2 separate regions of the Mus musculus genome follow, and region 1 is linked to region 2. A link is a contact called in public HiChIP or PLAC-seq data. All regions are on one chromosome and are shown on one strand. The core of a region is the stretch at or near the end of the contact, and the rest is flanking DNA. Distances in the headings are between cores, read along the strand shown.

Evidence for each region. HiChIP or PLAC-seq counts read pairs in DNA pulled down with a chosen protein or histone mark.
Region 1: a contact with region 2 is called in a CTCF HiChIP or PLAC-seq map of the NIH/3T3 cell line, with 16 read pairs. The contact joins two enhancer-like sites. A contact is called at or near these places in 2 of 15 datasets of contacts at CTCF or cohesin (the NIH/3T3 cell line and stem cell-derived epiblast-like cells), 23 of 484 Hi-C or Micro-C datasets (3T3-L1-derived adipocytes, the C2C12 cell line, the G1E-ER4 cell line and 11 more), 4 of 115 datasets of contacts at active chromatin or transcription factors (the NIH/3T3 cell line, embryonic stem cells and epiblast stem cells) and 3 of 9 other capture datasets (adipose tissue, liver and pancreatic islet).

What each region holds. Positions count from the first base shown.
Region 1 is chr5:5,623,756-5,630,598 of GRCm38.p6, forward strand. It overlaps Cfap69 (cilia and flagella associated protein 69), which reads right to left. Exons shown (of 23, transcript NM_172447.2): 7 at 2,254-2,403; 8 at 1,995-2,172. Among named protein-coding and RNA genes, the nearest start is that of Cfap69, 37 kb to the right of the region's middle. Within about 2 kb of position 1,921, at least 28 of the 459 cell types and tissues checked have an H3K27ac peak or open chromatin away from gene starts, as enhancers often do. A contact at or near this core is called in the C2C12 cell line and the NIH/3T3 cell line, where this site is marked.
Region 2 is chr5:5,494,324-5,500,606 of GRCm38.p6, forward strand. No RefSeq gene overlaps it. Among named protein-coding and RNA genes, the nearest start is that of Cldn12, 18 kb to the right of the region's middle. Within about 2 kb of position 2,303, at least 12 of the 459 cell types and tissues checked have an H3K27ac peak or open chromatin away from gene starts, as enhancers often do. A contact at or near this core is called in the C2C12 cell line and the NIH/3T3 cell line, where this site is marked.

The sequences.
Region 1 (6,843 bases), core at 671-3,170, 130 kb after region 2:
TTTTGCTTTCAGGTGTGTCTTCACTACATGTACATGTGTGTTCCAAGGGAGGTCACAAGAGGGCATTGGATCCCATGAAACTGGAGTTATGAGTAGTTGTGAGTTGTCATGTGGGTGCTGGGAATCAAACCTAGGTCCTCTGCAAAAACTTAACTGCTGAGCCATCTCTTTGGCTTTTATTTTATTTTATTTTATTTTATTTTATTTTATTTTATTTTATGTTTTAAAATGAGAGTCTCACTATGTAGCTCTGTTTGGCCTGGAGCTCACTCTTGAACTCACAGAGATTCCTAAATCTGCCTCCTAAATTCGGGGATTAAAGGTATGTTGCTTACTACACCTAGGCTTTAGTTATATTATTATAATCTCAGACCGACCCAAGCACAACAGACAATAACCATGCGTTAAATAAGTAAATTACTTGAAACTTTTTTGAATACTTGTGCACATATTATTGACAATTTTAAATATATAACTGGAAAGGTAGTAAATACTAATCAGAAACCTAATGAATAAATAGTTCTAAAAGTCTAATTTTTACTTTATCCATCTGTAGAGGCACAATTTATCTATGTAATAAGACACTTTTAGAGCATCCTAGAGACAAGTGTGATTTCTCCTGGGCATGGAGGCATAGTTGTACTTAATTTCAGTACTGGGAAGGAAAAAGGAGACCATCCTCCCTCAGCTATATTGCATGTTTCAGGTCAGTCTTACTACATAAAACCTATCTCAAAACTCACAATACAACAAAAATCTAGCTTCTTATTGCAGGCATGATTTCATTCACTGTGTGAAGTTTACCATTGTGTTATCCAAATGCTGATTGCTTTTGCCCTCATATCTTGTTTCAATCTGGACATGGCTTTGTTATGCTTATTCTTAAAAGCTCTGGTCTCAAGATTGTGTAAACACTGCTCTTCATTCATTCTCTGCCTTGCCAATAAAAGCCCACAGCCAATACAGCTTTAGAGAGAATAAGTGAGACTCCAGTTCTAGGCGGGGCAGAGAAAGAGTCAGGAAGTGAAGGAGGGAGCTGTGAGGGAGGTGGAGCAACTATCAGAAGAGGAGAGTTGGATCAAGAAAGGATAAAAAAATCAGGTAAGATGGGAATGTTGTCTGGAGTAAGTCTGACTAGCTTGGAAGTTTATAATGGAGTAATAATGGCTCAAGGCAATTTAATAAATCTTAGTCTTTCTATGTGGTTATTGGGGAATTAGCTAGCTAAGAAATACAGCCACCAGATTAATTTACTGATTACATTGTATTAAAAATAATTTCTTTTATAAATTGTGCTCCATGTTGGGCATCAATTTGTTTTGGTAATTATTATTAGGGGGTTTTGCTACATCCCCTTGTTGCCTTTAAATATCTATTAGGGATTTCTACACCACTTTAGATCATTTAATTCCCAGTTAAAAGACACAGAACCCTTTAGATTTATAATAAGCTTAAGAGTACTAGAACTGGGCAGATATCAACTCTTTCTGCAATTTTGTCTACTTCCCTGAGGTGATCCTCGAGATATCACTCGCCATGTTCCTCCTAGGAATTCCTATTCCAGAAGGCCAACCCCCAGAGCCATGTTCTCACAACCCACCTATTCCATGGTGATTTCCTTCCTCCCTCCTCTCTCCTTCTCATGGTCCCTACCTCTGATCCCAAGCCCAGGAATCTGCTCCTCCAACCCAACCCAGGCTGTAGGAATCCTTATTATCCAATCAGGGATAACTTGAGGGGCAAGGTTTACATAGCATCATTTGGTATGTGCTAGGATCTCCCCCTCAGGGGCAACCAGACTTTGGGAGCCAGTATTTAGTAGCTGAATACATAGCAGCACCAGACCAACCCCCTACATCTTAGTATGGAGATTTCATGAAATGCAGCCTTCAGATGAATCAGAATTTAACTGAACACAGATTCAAAGTTGTGGTTATCTATCATTGGCTATGCTTCAGGGCAGAAGACATTCCTATCTATCTACGTGCACTTACAGCAGGCATTCCAAGTTACTAAGCTGTTGTATAATTTCCTCCTTTGAAGATTTTTCCAGTAAATTCCAAAGTACTTCTGATGAACGAAATAAAAGCTGTCCTGAGGGATCTGGGTCATTGAGGTGAGCACAGATTCCGCTGGCTGCTTGGGCTTTCACCATTAAAGTGCAATTAACTCCTGAAAATTAAGTTTAACAAACTATTTATACTGCATAGACTGTTAGAATGAAACATTTAAACTCAGTAGTGCTATACACACCAGAAGTAGAGAGATGCTGCAGGACTTTCAGAACCCAGAGTTTCTCGACAAGCTGATTCTCAAGCAGGAGTGCCGACTGGACCATTGCCTTCGCCAAGCCACCGACCTCTACCATTTTAATCTTGTAGGATGAACTCACCTGCTGGTAGCCTAACACAGCAACACGGGCAGTTATTTCACAAAGTGATCATTTAGTAAGAGAAACAACTTGGAAAACTTTTTAAAGGACATGTGACATTTATACCTTGTACAATACAGGAATGGACAACGTTTTCTATAAAGGGCAAGATGGTATTTGCTTATTCTTTACAGGTTAGTAAGATTTGTCTTTCAAGTATTTAGCTCTAGATGTTGTAGCACAGTATCATCGCAAAAAGAAAATCATAAGTAATATGAAAATAAATGGACATGGTTGTGTGCATAAAGTTTAATTTGCAGTAACTCTGGTTTTGTCCTGTGGACCTCATAGTTTTTGGCCTTGAAATAAATGCACAGATTTTGGAAACAATCTTAAATTCTAAAAAACAAACAAACAAAAAACAAGAACCAAAACAAAACCAACAACGAAACAAACAAACAAATGCAGCTATCTGCCAGTAAGTAGTAACTTTCTGTAAGGCCAAGCATGGTGGACAAATACTTTACATTTTCACTCTATGGGACAAAGTACCGCTTCATGTGTTTCAAAGGATAAGGATTACATCACATCAGTAGGAAATGAGAGGGGAGATGTAAATGATTGTGAATACACAGCTATTTTAGGGCAGCTGAACAGCGTGACCTCACAAAAACTTCATTTTGCCATAGGTCCTACGAGACCCTATCACTTTTGCTGGTTGCACAAGTGCCTGCCTAACTATGTTTAGTCACAAGGATTAAAGAATTCACAGTGAGGTGAAGCTATATTTTTTCAATGATCTCCCTTATGACTTCTTGATATCGTGACCTTTAAAAACAACTAGACTCTTTAACCTTGGCATAGTTCTGAGTTGTCTGTCAGTTTGCCTTAACTGTGAGAACTTGGTTTCTGAGCTATAGACATGTCCCTATCTATTCCTGGGATGGGTTATGTAATTCTTTAAGAGATTTTTGTGTTTCCTCTTTAAGGGCTGCTACCTGTTTACCTGCGTTCTCCTGTATTTCTTTAAGGTAGTTATTTATGTCCTTCTTTTTACATATATAAATATATATATATTATTAGGTGTTTTCTTCGTTTACATTTTCTGTGCTATCCCAAAAGTCCCCCATACCCTCCTACCCCACTCCCCTACCCACCCACACTCCCCCTTCTTGGCCCTGGCATTCCCCTATACTGAGGCATATAAGGTTTGCACGACCAATGGGCCTCTCTTTCCACTGATGTCCGACTAGGCCATCTTCTGATACATATGCAGCTAGAGACACGAACTCCGGGGGGTACTGGTTAGTTCATATTGTTGTTCCACCTATAGGGTTGCAGATCCCTTTAGCTCCTTGGATACTTTCTCTAGCTCCTCCATTGGGGGCCCTGTGATCCATCCAATAGTTGACTGTGAGCATCCACTTCTGTGTTTGCTAGGCCCCGGCATAGTCTCACTAGAGACAGCTATATCTGGGTCCTTCCAGCAAAATCTTGCTAGTGTATGCAATGGTGTCAGCGTTTGGAGGCTGATTATGGGATGGATCCCTGGATACCCAGCTAGCTCAGTGGGTAGAGCATGAGACTCAATCTCAGGGTTGTGGGTTCGAGCCCCACATTGGGCGAGATGTTATTTTGGGCTGGAGAGAAAGCTCAGCCGTTAAAGGCTAGGCTCTCAACCAAAAATATTTATGTCCTTCTTAAAGTCCATCATCATAGATGTGATTTTAAATCAGAGTCTTGCTTTCCAGTGTGTTGGGGTATCCAGGGCTTGCTGTGGTGGGAGAACTGGGTTCTGATGATGCCAAGTAGCCTTGTTTTCTGTTGCTTATGTTCTTGCCCTTGTCTCTCGATATCTGGTTATCTCTGGTGTTAGCTGGTCTTGCTATCTCTGACTGTGGTTTATCTCTTTCGTAAGCCTGTGTGTCAGCACTCCTGAGAGACCAGTTCTCTCCAGGAGGAATCTGGGTATGGAGATCTGTGGCAAAGGGTCAGCACCAGGGTGCAGATGGAAACTGGAAGGATCCTGTCCCAGCTTCCTCTTCAGTTCCTGTGTCCTGAGGGTTCTGGGTGGGTCCCTCTTGGGCCAGGTATTCGAACAGAAGATATTCTTAATTTTAATTCTATCTATTTCTTTTGGTGTATGTCTGTGGCAATGTGTGCCATGACCCATGTGTGTAGAGGTCAGAGGACATTCTTAGAATTGGTTCTTTCCTTTGACTCCATGAGTCCTGTTGACTGAACTCAAGCCACCAGCCTTGGCAGCAGACACCTTAACCCACTGAGCCATCTTGCCAGTTCTGTCTTCTTTCCTTTAAAAGACATCACTATATTGCCGAGTTAATTCTAAGCTTGTGTTCTCAATCACAACTTCTCATGTGTGCTTTAAGGATTTTGCTTTTCCATTTCCCATTTAGGAGCTTCTAGCTTGTTTACCTACAAATTTCATTTCTACATCAAAAAGCTAATAACAGATTCCATGTAATTGTCCTTTGAGTTTGCTTCCAGCTAAGCTGTCCAACATCTTGTTTTCTTTATCATTTCAACTCTAAATATGAGTTTGAAGTGACTGCTTCTGTTCTCATGATCCTTTCATAATGCTATCAAATCACCTTCATCAATAGATCTCAGACATTAACTACAACTTTCCAGGTATGACATTAGCGTGACTTTTTCATCCGTCATTACATTAGGATGGAAGGTTTTGTCATTTCATGATATATAGAGATGTCATCATTTTAGAGGATGATTACAAATAATTATGGTGTAATGACAGGGAGGAAATTAAATAGAGAACTCAGACTCAGGCATTTCTATCTTTTTTTCCTTTTCTCTATCTGTCTTTCTCTCTAAGATAAAGGGAAGGTGGTTGAGAGGAAAAGGGGAATATAGAAATATAAAAAATTATACAAATGGGGATAGATTACTGAATCTACTCTTAAACCAAATAAAATTTAGAGCTATAGTCTTACATTGGTTGAGATCTTTATATATAGATGCAGAATTAAGGTTGTATTTGTCATGCTGTTATAGAATTTTGTGTAGTGATACAGATTTAAGACTTTCATTGGTATAAATCATTGTGTGTTGCTACAAAATTTAAGATTAATATTGTTACAGCATGACATATGTATAGTTCAACTCTTATACAGATATTATGCCTATGTAACTCATTTTTAGAAACAAGGTTTAGCTGCAGTCTATTTAATGGCTGCTATTGCAAACTGTTTAAAATAATTAAGTAATGCAAATTAATAGTCAAACTCATGGTCATATTAAATACTAGTTTAGCTAATTACAATAAAATTTTTTGATGTTATTCAAATAGAAAATAGCTAAGAAGTAACAATATTTGACAACTCAGATATGGTATAAATAGGTAGATGGTCTTCAAAGCCTCAGAGATCCACAGAATATGGTATTTAAAATTGTTTCATTATCATAAGATCTTTTGACTATGAGACAGGCCTGAACCAGACAGTACCCCTGTGAGGAGCAGGTGTGGCAGCAGTCCCAAGAAGGCGCCAGGGACTGCAGCTAAGTCTTATGACTTGCACCTGACTTCCTCATACACCTGAAAATGAGCCACAACCATCGTGAGAGCTGCACAGGTGCACCAGGATACTGGTGAGTCCATTTTGGTGGAGACATGCCCCTGCTGCCCTGATTAGCTGAAGCTGCGTGCCTGGTGAGGTGATGTGGCCTGCCATGAGTGGATGAGGGCTGAGAGTATATGAGTGAGAGGCCTGGGGTTGGGGGTGGGGGGAGATAGATGAGGAAAAAGATGACGTGAGAGAGACGAAGACTGAAGTTTGCTGAATAAACTGCTGTTAGAAGGACTGGTGGTCGTGTCGTTCTTGCTGGTCGAGAGCGGATGCGACATACCCCCATTCCATTTTAAAGAAGATGATGAATATTGAAGGAGCTGCATTGGGACTTGCTTCAACCGTAGCAAGCCAGATAGTAGGCAAAGAAAATGCCCTAATTTCAATAAGGACAAATGAATGCAGGGTAGTCGACTATTAAGCTCAGCTAAGATAGGGCAAGCAAATCCTTCATAATTCCTGCTTCATAAAAAGTCTATCAGATATTCTGAGCCAGAAGGCTGACAATAGATGCTCTAATGTTATAGAGAATTTTGAGGTGATCAGATGTCTCTGTCATTTCTATAATTTTTGGAAGCTGCATTCCTGTACTTCCTCCTTCTCAGTTCTCTGATGGGATTGAAGACTAGATATTCATCGTCTTACTATAAATTTAAATTGTTTAGGATGCAAGATTTTATACGTCTAAGAAGATGGTTTTAAGTTGGTAAAACAAGTTAGAATAGAAAATGATTTAGAGGCACAAGTCCCTTCCACTCGACTCGAGCCCCAGGCTACCTTGCCAGCAGAGTCTTGCCCAACACCCGCAAGGGCCCACACGGGACTCCCCACGGGATCCTAAGACCTCTGGTGAGTGGAACACAGCGC
Region 2 (6,283 bases), core at 1,053-3,552:
ACTATTCTAAGACTGTGGTGGAATAAACTGGCGTGCATCATAGGGTGAAATGGCAGGGAAAATGTCCTAGGTTTAGTATACTCTGGTTTCCCTTCACACTGAATAAATTATTTTTTTTTTTTTAACTTCACTGGGAAAATTCCTTGTAATGACTTGACTTCTCCACTAGATGTCAGGGTTGTTCCACACAAAGAGAGCAGCAGGCTCGGGGCTCTCACGCAAGCCAGTCAAGGCAAGTGAAAAATGGGTGCGTGAGACTATGAAAAGCTACATTTCGTAAGTTGATCTACAAATTATTCTTTAAAGGTATCTTCATATAAAGAGAAGTATTAATTTGGTGGATTTTTAAGATTCATTAGAGTTTAAGCAAGAAAAGTCTGCACCCCTGTAAAAGGAGCGCAGGACAGCTGAGGCGAGGGCGCAGGAGGAAGACATGGCTCTTACCTGGGTTTCATATGCCTACACACCGCCGTCTATGTTGAATGCTTTATACACGCTCTCATTCATCGTGGTCTCACCACCATCTTAGGAAACCCCAGGCCCTGGGTGGTACTGGCCTTATTCATTCTCTCAGGCATATCTACTGCTACCTTTTGAGTAGACGTGCACACTTTATGCTGATCTAAAATGGATAAGCACAAATATGCTAGCGACTGGGTAACACTTGTTTCGGTGCTAATCAACTAATCACTAAATCAAATATTGAAACCAAACCCACATTGGGCTTCTGATTAAGGAATTCCAAATATAAGAGTTTCTTGTACACATGAGGCAAAAATCAGTGTAAAATGAGACCTCTTTAAGGACACAAACAGGAGGCTAACCAGGGTTATGTCAGTGGTACTTATCCGCGCAACTGCAAAATACAGATATGTGGTTGTGCAATATGTTTGGCCTATGGGGAGTGGCACTATTAGAAGGTGTGGCCTTAGTGGCTAGTGGTAAGAGATCCCCGTTTCTGCAGAGCCATGGACACAGACATGGCTCCTGGTGGCAGTACAGGACTGGACCCCACCATGGTCCCAGATGGCAGCACCAGCTACTCACATTAGGCTACTCCTCACAACAAAGGAAAATTTTAATGCTTTTACCCTTTCAATTCCAACCCCGACATGAAATAACAAAGAGAACTTCTAAATATCCACTGCCCCCTGGAACTGAGAAGAAACATGACCATTACTGGTCTCAACTTATAGAAGAGAAAACCAAGACGCACCAACAGGGAGTTCCAGATGCCAACCCAAAGCCCTGCCCACAGGATGAAGGCTGGTGCGAGAGGTTCCCAGATGCTCCCACTTCATATGCTTCCTGCTGTGTCCTCTTCAGAATACAAGGGATATGGTCTAGTCTGTACAGATATGTATTTAGTTTTGAGATAACATGTTCCTATATAGCCCAAATTGGGCTCCAACTAGTCATCCTCCTGCCTCAGGCACTCAAGTGTTGGCTTACAGAAGTAAGTTAATGTGTTATCACATCCAATTTGTGTGGATCTTGAAAGACAATGGGTTCGTTTTCTCTTTGAGTCCATCAAAGCCCTAAAAATTGTTGCCTCTTAACTTCTGTTCACACTTGATCATCGATGCAGTATCTATAAATTAGCCTTCTTACAAAAATTCATTTGTGACCCAAGGCAACACTCTCTTTGCTTTCATGGACACAATGAGACAAGAGCAGAGCTGAGAAACATTTCCATGGGTGGAGTCGGGGAGTAAGAAGGAAACTCTGCCTTATTGTTTCCGCTCTCATACTGAGAACAACCATCCTTTCTGTTGCCTGCTTACTGTGTATCTCTCTCTCTCTCTCTCTCTCTCTCTCTCTCTCTCTCTCTCTCTCTCTGTGTGTGTGTGAGAGAGAGAGAGAGAGAGAGAGGGAGAGAGAGAGAGTTTTGGTTTTTTTTTTTTTTTTTTTTTTGCTAAAAGCCCCCTGCCTCTGAGGATAATTTGGGATTGCTATGCAGTGTTCACAAGCAGAAGAGCATGGCGTGTCTGCAGGAAAATGAATGCATTAGATAACATTTCTTTCTTATTGAATAATAATGCTGCCAGGCATGAGTTATTAGTGAGACAACATACCCTCATAAATAATGTATCCTTAAGCAGAAGCACAAACAGAATAGTTATGAATTGACCAATTGATTAAAATGTAGCTCGAGGTTCCCAGGCATCCTCTGGGTGCAGTGGCTCAGGATTTGCTAATTCAGTGTCTGTGTTGACCACATTAACTGCCACGGGACAGTGAACATGGGCTATTTAGGCACAATCTCATGTATTGGCTTGAGGTACATGATCTCAGTCCCATGGAATGTTAGGGTTTGTACTAGCCCCTGCCCTTTTCTCCTGTGGGAACTACACAGCTGATTCGGGTGGGACTGAAGATTTGGTTTCTGTTCTGGCTGGTTTTATGTCAATGTTAACCTAGCTAAAGAACCTCAGTTAAGAGAATACCTCCATAAGATACAGCAGAAATATAGGCATTTTCTTAATCAATGATTGATGGAAGAGGTCCCAGGCTATTGTGGGTGGTGCCATCCCTGGTCTGGTGTCCTATGATCTCTAAGAAAGCAGACTGAGTGAGCCATGATGAGCAAGCCAGAAAGCAGCACTCTTCCATGGCCTCTGCATCAGCTCCTGTCTCCAGGTTCCTGCCCTGCTTGAGTTCTTGTCCAGACTTCTTTTGATGATAAACTGTGGTGTGGAAGCATAAGCCACATGAACCTTTTCTTCCCCAACTTGCTTTTTGGTCATGACACTTCACTGCAGCAATAAAAACCATAAGTCAGTTTCTCTTTGGCAAGTTGGTGCTTCAACATCATTCTCTGACAGTGATGGGCAATGAGCGATATGTCTTTGGCTACAAACATCTGGAGGCAGGTTTAAAATGAGAAGCGGCCTCATGAGAAGCTGCAGCTTTGATAGTGGGAACAGTGGGGAAATCTTAGGCACAACCAGAAAAAGAAAAGATACATAAACAGATATGTCGAATCTCATATTTATTCTATGCACTTTCTTATTTCCACGCTTGTCTAAATGAATCATTAATGGTATGACTGCATTGCAAGAGGTAGCTAATATTAAAAGGACCATTAGCTTTCTTCATCTCCATTACAGCTGATATCATGGCCATTAGAAGCTATGGAGATCCTTGTGATAATACTGACCATCTAAGTCCATAGCTCCCTGTAAAACAGAGATCTATTTCTCTAAAGGTATGCATTTTGTGACCAGCATGAACATCAGTGGGGCCTAATACACAGACTTGCTTTTATTAGTAATAAGCATAATTAAGATTCACTCTACCACATGTCTTTTCTGCATCTCCATGATGTCTAACCATGACATCATATATTATGCCAGGAGGATCTGGGATTGTATGGCTGCAGAGGAGAGTCCGGTTTGCGTGGGATAAGTACCCTTGAATTGCACAGCATGAATGAAGAAGGTGTGGCAGAGTCCCAAGTCTGCCTGTTGAAAGCTTATATGTTGCCTTCCCCAGAATCGCTTTACATAATAGTCTACCATAATTTGTGCATTCCTGGTCAAAATGAAAGTTTCATGACCTCTTCAGAAATAAAAAATTTAGGACAGTAATCATACAAGATTGCAACAAGGGCCCTTAGAAGGGTTGGAGTCTGTGACTATACAGGTTTTTTTTTTAACTTTCTAAAGTTTTTTGATAACTTCATACATACATGTGTACTGTATATACACTCCTACAACCCCTCCCTCCTTCCCTGTTTGTTCTCTCTCTCTCTCTCTCTCTCTCTGTGTGTGTGATTATTTCTTTCTTTTTATTGGATAATAATAAAATATAAGATAGAACAAAACCAACACATCAGAACTGGACAAGACAAATAACATTAGAAAAAAGAACCCAAGAGAAGGCACAAGAAGAGAGACCCTCTCACTCAAACACTCAGGAATTCCATAAAAACACTAAACTGGAAGCCATAATATATAGTCAAAGGACCTGAAGGGTAAAAGGAGAGAATCTAAATATTTACATTGTAGGATAAATAACGGAAAAGCCTTCACATGACATTATGAGACAAGGAACCTCCAGAGATGTGACTGAGTTCATTTTCTATTGGCCATTTACAGCAGGGAACGCAGCCTACCCTTGAAAGAAACAAGTTTTCATTTGTAAGTTGTTATCTATTGAAGATGGCTCCTGGGCTAGGGATTGGGGGCATGTGTCCACTTCTTTAAGCTTAGGGCCCCATCTGGTCCAAAGCCATGCAAGCCACTGGCATACTGTCTCAGGCTCTGTGTGTTCAAAAGTGCATTGATCATGATGATTTAGAGGGCCTTGTTTCCTGGGTATCTTCCATCCCTTCTGGCTCTTACACTTTCTGCTTCCTCTTCTGGGAGGTTCCCTGATCCCTGAGAGATTTGAAGAAACTTCTCTAATGATGGCTAAGCAAGGTATTAATTTATTAGGAGTCATTTAATTGCTATTTTTTAAATAGTAGTATTTGGATTTACCCTAGGTCCCTGGGCTATTTAGTCTCAGGTTTTTGGTCACCCAAGCAATGTTGGGTTTGAGTTCCATCTTGTGAAGTGGACCTTAATTCAAACCAGATATTGGGTGATCACTCCCAGAAAGTTTGTGCCACCATTATACTAGGATATCTTGCAGACAGGACAGCACTGTAGATCTAAGTGTTTGTGGCTGGGCTGGTGTTTATGATTCTCCTTTGGTAGTAGAGTGCAGTATTTCTTCTTGTAACAGTGATGCTTATGAGTGAAGGCTCTATGTATACAAAAGGTTAACTTCTCCATGATCACTGAGTTGTGTGTTGGCATCAGTAATGGCGCCTTGCCATCAGTTTGTGGAGAGTAACCCATAGACTGGCATCAGTAATGGCGCCTTGCCATCAGTTTGTGGAGAGTAACCCATAGACTGGCATCAGTAATGGCGCCTTGCCATCAGTTTGTGGAGAGTAACCCATAGGCTGGCATCAGTAATGGCGCCTTGCCATCAGTTTGTGGAGAGTAACCCGTAGACTGGCATCAGTAATGGCGCCTTGCCATCAGTTTGTGGAGAGTAACCCGTAGGCTGGCATCAGTAATGGCGCCTTGCCATCAGTTTGTGGAGAGTAACCCATAGGCTGGCATCAGTAATGGCGCCTTGCCATCAGTGGAGAGTAACCCATAGACTGGTAATACCCTCCGTTGTTTGGGGGTTTCCATCAGACCCCTTTGACCAACAACGCAATGACGTAACCCAATCCTGGTAATGGAAACTTCACTTGGTGACAAGAGATGGTCAGTTGGGGCTCTGTCTCCCATTATTTGGTGATTTTGCTTAGATCACCTTCATATTTGAGTATATATTTTAGGAAGCTCTACTCCATTAGATTTCTATACTACCTGTACTGGCTATTTTTGTGTCAACTTGACACAGCTGGAGTTACCACAGAGAAAGGAGCTTCAGTTGAGGAAATGCCTCCATGAGATCCAGCTGTAAGGCATTTTCTCAATTAGTGATCAAGGGGGAAAGGCCCCTTGTGGGTGGTGCCATCTCTGGGCTGGTAGTCTTGGGTTCTATAAGAGAGCAGGCTGGGCAAGCCAGGGGAGGCAAGCCAGTAAAGAACATCCCTCCATGGCCTCTGCATCAGCTCCTGCTTCCTGACCTGCTTGAGTTCCAGTCCTGACTTGGTGATGAACAACAGCAGTATAGAAGTGTAAGCCGAATAAACCCTTTCCTCTCCAACTTGCTTCTTGGTCATGATGTTTGTGCAGGAATAGAAACCCTGACTAAGACACTACCCCTCAAATGGCCCTTAATTTTAGCAGTCTCTCCCTGTATCCCCTCCTCTCTCACACTTCATTTGATTCTCCTGTCCCAGTCCACCCCCTCCCATCCATCCATAACTTTCTATTCTTTTAACCTTTCCTAGGGCGATCTTCTCCCCCTAACCCCCAAGTCCCTTACTCTAACCTATTTCTGTCGTTCTACAAACTTGGTGAGCACTGACATAACAACTATATCCACATACAAACAAATGCCATAGTTGTCCTTCTGGGTCTCGGCTACCTCCTCACTAGGGATGACTTTTTTTTTTCCTAGTTCTAATTACCTGTGACTTCCATTATTTCATTTTTTAAGTAGCTGACCAAAACTCCATTGTGTAAATGTACATTTTCTTTATTCATTCACTTGTTGAGGGACATCTAGGTTGTTTCCAATTTCTGGCTTTTATAAAAGAGCAGCAATGAACATAGTTGAGCAAGTGTCTCTGTGGCAGGATGAAGCATCCTTTGGGTATATGTCTAAGAGT